Regions from separate parts of the Hordeum vulgare genome. Here region 2 is linked to region 1. A link is a contact called in public Hi-C data. All regions are on one chromosome and are shown on one strand. The core of a region is the stretch at or near the end of the contact, and the rest is flanking DNA. Distances in the headings are between cores, read along the strand shown. Region 1 holds the start of LOC123443723. Region 2 holds the start of LOC123443724 (vacuolar cation/proton exchanger 1a-like).

Evidence for each region. A called contact is a pair of places that touch in the nucleus more often than the background predicts.
Region 2: a contact with region 1 is called in a Hi-C map of leaf, with 7 times the contacts expected there. The contact joins the promoter of LOC123443724 here to the promoter of LOC123443723 in region 1. A contact is called at or near these places in 2 of 6 Hi-C or Micro-C datasets (both in leaf) and 1 of 1 datasets of contacts at active chromatin or transcription factors (embryo).

What each region holds. Positions count from the first base shown.
Region 1 is chr3H:313,637,673-313,640,904 of MorexV3_pseudomolecules_assembly, forward strand. LOC123443723 reads right to left here and starts at 1,368. Exons shown (of 3, transcript XM_045120225.1): 1 at 985-1,368; 2 at 668-908. The coding sequence starts at 1,235. The coding sequence ends at 788.
Region 2 is chr3H:313,924,394-313,927,634 of MorexV3_pseudomolecules_assembly, forward strand. It overlaps LOC123443724 (vacuolar cation/proton exchanger 1a-like), which reads left to right and starts at 1,655. Exons shown (of 9, transcript XM_045120228.1): 1 at 1,655-2,367. The coding sequence starts at 2,065.

The DNA.
Region 1 (3,232 bases), core at 118-2,617:
AGTAGGCAAAGAAGCAATAAGTCAACACGCATGTTCTTTGTTAAATAACCGAAGCAATTTTAATTAGTGCCAAACCTCAGCTTGCAATTCAATGGCTACTTATTGATTTGTTATTAGGATTATTAAGGGGTGCTAGTATGTTGTTAAGTACCAGTATGTTGTCTATTAGGATTAAGCAAAACAATATTAGGAAATTGGTACTAGCACAATCTTTTCCATCAGTAAAAAGAAACTTATCTAACTGTGATATCATGTGACTTCAAGTCACATGCATACACTCAAGCCCTCAAGCAAAAATGGAACTGGCTTTCTATCCTAAAACGGTGTAACTTTGGTCTTACTGTAGATGAAACTTTTAACTTTGACTACGTCCTTCCTTTGTTTAAGTAATATTCCTCCGTCCCAAAATAAGTGTCTCAACTTTATACTAGCTCTAGTACAAATTTGTACTAAGCTTAAGACAGTTATTTTGGGACTGAGGGAGTATTAGTTAAGAACCTATGATGCCCTTTTCTCCTGAATTAAGTTTAAACAGCCCACCACGACAGTTTTGCACGAATCCGTTTTCACCAAGACAGTTTTGCATGGATCCTGATACATCATGGCCACTCAGAACACAGTTGCGCATATATCAGGCAGGTGAGCAAGTGTGCTAGCACAGTCTTACCCTTCAGACTTGGATGCCGCCTCGCTTGCTGGCGCATCAGCCTTGGTCTGCACACATGAAAACACATGCAAGATTAAGCGAACAATTAGGTTCACCAATAGATGCCCACAAGCAACAAAATTACGAAGGAGAAGTTCTTAGAACAGAACAGAGCACGCATCTGCAACGGCAGCGGACGCCACCAGCCTCCCTTCGGGACGCGCGCCCACGCCCGATCTGGCCACACGCACGCTCCTCACCGCTGCAGCAGAGAAATACGCATGCAAAACAGCGAAGATCCGGCGGCCACGGGCGACGAACCAGGGTGAAGGTACTACCTGACGCGGATTTGGGGCCGGCGGATCCCACCCGCGGGGTGGCGGCCGGGACGGCGACGTCGCTGACAAATGCCTCCGGATCGAGGTCTTGTCCTCCAGATCCACCACGAATCTGGGCCCGCCATGGCCTCCCGTTCGAACTGGGCCTCGAGGAGAGGACGGAGGGGATGGGGCGACGGTCGCCTGCACAACCCCTCCCGGCAGTTGTCCTCACCGAGCCCTTCCAGCTCCACGCGCACCGCCGGCTCCATTGCATCCCCGGGCGCCTCCCCGCCGCCGACACCGAGCTTCGCCAGGAGATCCCCTTGTCCTCCTCGTCATCGCACCCGTAGGCGAGGTGAGGAGACGTTGGATCAGTAGAGTGTGGACGGCTCAGATTGCCTACAGGAGGGTGATTCGGGGTACACGTGGTGATTGGTCGAGACATGTGTCATCTAAAATAGTCTCTAAATGCTAAAAATAATGAAGATTTATGAAGAAACTACCAATAATATTTTGCAAAATGCCACCACTAAAATTTTCACTCAAGTTATACCACATTTTATGGATAATAATCAACTTCTATGCATTTTCTTTGTACAAAAAATTCATTTTTCATTTTTTGAGTGTCCAAAATGAGTTGTTTTGTGAAGAACCTATCATATACTTGTTGCAAAATTGGACCCAATAATTTTTTTAAAATACTAGGTCATATTTAATATACAATTGACTAAATTGTTGGGTGTCAAAAGTGTTTATTCACCTCTCGTGAAAAAGATAAATTTCCACCGATTTAATTGGAAGCGGGTCAAATTTGAACTGCAGCTGCCTTATAGTTCCTCTTTATTTTTTCCAAAATTCATTTCTAGGCACACAAGTATCTATTTCATCATAAAAACACTAAAAGTTTTCCAAGATTCAACAACTAGCTAGGAACGGTCATACCGTCGTTTTCACCGCATTTTGAAATAAGCACTAAAACTCAAAAAACAAATGAAATCTTCGCATTGTGACATTATATGTTACAAAGTTACCATGTAAAATAATAAACTTGTAATATGGCAATTAGTTTTAAGAATTGTTCTTAGAAATGTGCTATCATGTGTGAAGATTCATGGCTTTCAAGCCAAATGATCAATCTTTTGGCCACATTCATTGCATAGTTTGTTCAAATGATCTCATATTGTGCACAAGGGTGCGTATTGAAATGGCAAACAATATTGCCTAAGAAAGTTTTTCATTTTCTTTGGACAGAAAATTCATTTTCCATTTTTTGAGTACCCAAAATGATTTTTTTAAAGGACCTACCATATATTTGTTGCAAAATTGGACCAACCTAATTTTATAAAATATTAGGCCACATTTAACGTACAATTGACCAAATGTTTGGGTGCAAAAAGCTTTCATCCACCTCTCGTGAAAAAGTCGATTTTTTGTTGTATCAGCTCGAAGCGGGTCAAATTTGAACTGCAGCTGCCTCATAGTTTGCTTTCTATTTTTCCCAAAAATCTTTTTTAGGTACACAAGTATTTATTTAATCATAAAAACATAAAAAAAATCCAAGATTTAACCATTAGGTAGGAACGGTCATACGTGTCGTTTTGACCGCATTTTGAAATGGCTCTGAAAAATTCAAAAAAAAATTAAAAAAATGGAAAACCTTTGAATTGTGTCATTATATGTGACAAAGTTGTCAGGAAAAAAAATATAAACTTGTAATATGACAATTATTTTTAAAAAGTGTTCTCAGAAATTGGTTATCATGTGTGAAGGTTCATGACTTTCAAACCAAATGATCAATCTTATGGCCACATTCATGACATAGTTTGTTGAAATGATATAATATTATGCACAAGGGTGCGTATTGAAATGGCAAACAATGTTGATTAAGGAAGTTTTCATTTTCCTTGTATGTAAAAATCATTTTCCATTTTTCAAGTGTCCAAAATGAATTTTTTGTGAAGGACCTACCATATATTTGTTTCAAAATTGGACCAAATCATTTTTATCAAATACTAGGACATATTTAATGTAAAATTGACAAAATAGTTGGGTGTTAAAAGCTTTTATCCGCTTCTCGTGCAAAAGACAAATTTCTGCCGATTTAACTCAAAGAGGTTCAAATTTGAACTACAGCTCCCTCATAGTTTGCTCACAATTTTTTTAAAATAATTTCTAGGTAGATAGGTATCTATTTAATTAAAGAAACACCAAAATTTTTCCAAAATTCAACCACTAGGTAGGAACGGTTATACCCACTGTTTTGACT
Region 2 (3,241 bases), core at 405-2,904, 290 kb after region 1:
CAACTATGAGACACGGCGATACGTCATCTGTGAGTCTCTAGTACAACATACATTCTATGTCCTACGACCTGAGCTGGTGCATGTATTCGGGATGGTGATAGACATGGCTTGGGTCGACCAAACGCTACTCCGTGACTGGATAGTTACAAAGGTAGGTTTCGGGCTTGTCCAGACCCATGCTGCGAGACATGGTCCAGCAAGATGGGATTTGCCCCTCCGGTCAGGAGAGATATACTCTAGGCCCCTCGGGCGATCCGACCTAGATAAGCATGGTCATGCGATGAGGATTATGAGATAATCCGAAGTGTTGATTGGATTCACCAGAACGAGAAAGAGGTTGTGCTGCAACAAGGATAACCATGTCGCCTGGTGAACGACAACATACATCGTGTGGCAAAGGGAAAAGAAGTATGAAGTACAAGTTCGCCTAACCAGCTTCATCGGGCACTTGAAGTCGACATGCTTTGCTAGAGGTCGCTACTGACTAACCGAGTCAGATATGATCTAACTCGCGACCAAGTGAACAAGAATCTAAGGGGTCATGCGCTGAAGGGAAGGAATTACTTATGGGCTTTTGGATCCGTGCAAGGCCCAAGAGTTGAGCCCGAGCCGAATGCCTATATATAATGGAGGTGAGGCACACTCATTCAGTTGATCGCTTCGGTGTTGTCATTAGGGCTTTGAATGTGTTGCAACTAGCCAGCTCCACTTGCCGTCGACTCTGTGATCGGATCTAGCAGTCCGCCGCATGGCGTCCCTCCTGCACGCGTGGATAATGTTAGAGGCGGTGCACTTCCGCCCCTCCGGCGAACCTGTACGTGGGATCCAGTAACCGGCTGTTCGAGGGAGAGGATCCGGCGATCGACCACGCGAAGGAGATAGGACGAGGAGGAGACTGACCACAGGGACGCGTTGCCCCAACTCTACTCCCGCTGCATGGCATTGTGCGTCCAGTGACATCTGGGGATTGCCGGTGAACGGTCGCCCCAGTGTCGCCTTTGGGGTGGGGGAGGGGCGTGATTTCCGGAGGCATCCTTTAAAATGGGGAAGAATATCATCGGCGAATTTACTACTTTCTGGATGTCTTTCGATATCAGAGAGGTGTAATTGGTATCGTCGTGATATTAATGTATTTATTTCTTTAAAGAAAAAATTGTATTTACATTTTCCTTCAAAAAGAAAAAAAAACTCTTGTACCACTTCTGTTTTTCTACCTTAGCAAAATGGGCAGTGCTTCCGTCAATCAAGAAAAAAAAGCCGTAGCAGCGCGTACACACCGCGTCCGTACGTACGGCCAGGAACTGGAAGAGAAGATTTTGCCGGCGCAGCTAGCTATCGCGGTCTTTGTTTATTGAGTGTGGGCAAGCCATCGTGGTCAGTCAATCGAAATTCGATACCCATGATGGATCGATCCATGGTCGTAAAAATGATCCCACGGAAGGTTGGCATCAGGCGGGATATGCCCCGGCTGAAATAGCCAACGTGCAACCGGACACATACCTGCCATTCGGACGTGGCGTAGCGTACCACGGCATGCTGCAATGCAGATGCAGGGCAGGGGGAAGCTTCGCGGAAGCTTCGCCCCCGTCCCTGTACCCCACTGTATGCAAATCATAACTGTTATGGCAAAAACCACCGTGTATGGAGGCATCGTGGCATTGAAGGCAGATCAAAATCCCCTTTCCCTTCTTAGTTGATCTGTACACGTCCATCCATTTAAATCATATATACATATATCATTTTCCTTTTTATTCTTCTTCTCATACATATCTCTAATCCTTATCTACCAGTCTCAGCATCTCAATATAATTTCGTATTTTTCTCTGAAGATCATCAAGGGAGATCTTATTCTTGTGGTGCTGGAGCTGGAGGCTGGCTGTAACATGGAGTGACGGGGGTCAATAATTCATTCTCCGGTGGGAATAATTGCTCCTTCTCCCCATAAATATGTGCTCCACTCCTCTTCATGCCTCGCGTAGAATACACATCACGAGGTTCGTAAGAGCGCCGAACAGGCTCCTCGTGGCGCCGCACTAGCCAACTCCAGATCGATCTACCTTAGCCATGGATAGTCACTCCGCGGTGACGATGGAGGCCGGTGCACCAACGAGGAAGGAGTCCGGGCGGCTTCCTGCGCGGTACGGCGGGAACGCGCACGGCCACAGCGGCCTCGCCCGGACGGCGCATGGCATGTCCTCCTCCTCGCTGCGGAAGAAGTCGGACGCCACGCTGGTGCGCAAGGTGCCCGTCGCCTCGCTGCGCCCTGTTCTCGCCAACCTCCAGGAGATCCTCCTCGGCACCAAGCTCGCCGTCCTCTTCGTCGCCGTGCCGCTCGCCGTCGTCGCGCAGTGCTTCCACTTCGGCCAGGTATAAATTCACCATACAGCACACCATGTTTTCTGTACTCTTTTTGTCTCGATATGTGCATGCATGCTACTGCTCAACATCTTCGCTTCGGCTTGACCATTCCCTTGGATTTATTCTACCTTCCCATCCACGATGCTCTTCTCTTTCGCTTCCTAACACTGTGGTGATCAGGTGTCAGATTGTGATTACTACTATCCAAGCCTGCCTACCTGCCGATCCTTAACTACACTTGTCCCTTGCAAGCTGTTCTCTAAAGCAGTACTACCTCAATTGGGCTCGTCGTGTCACCGACACATAGGGGCACAGCACACAGACTGGCACGCACGAGAGCATAACTTCTGCACTCGTTCAATAAACTTCAACTACTTTTCGTAGAACACATTTATGTGCGACTGAGTATAAAGTGGCAAACAACTTCGAGTTTCAAATCGATTGCTCACGTCAAGTCAGCAATTTTAATGGTGTTGACAGCCTCTACATATGCTCTTCGTGGCCAAAACCATCGGTCGTCAGGTTTTAGAAATTTTACCTTCACTTTCTTCAGTCGTCCGATCTTGTTTTCTCGCTGCGCACAGCCTTGGGGATCATCCCTGGCGAATTGGTTGCTGATGTAGGAGGAGTGAGGTCGCCGTGAAGCATTGTTAAACTTATACTACTACTCTAGTGCGAGCTTTAGTAACTCTCTTGTGTAAAAATGAAAGAGGTTTAGTGACGGACAGTAATGCTTCCCAAAACGTGGGGCTGCACGGCCTGGAGTACTCTAGGAAGATGGCGTACTTTGCCGAGCGAGTGCCATCCCTTAAACCTTGCTGCGACTAACAGCCAAATGTGCACCGCAAGACAAGAGTAGACGACAAACTTGTGCGTCCACAGC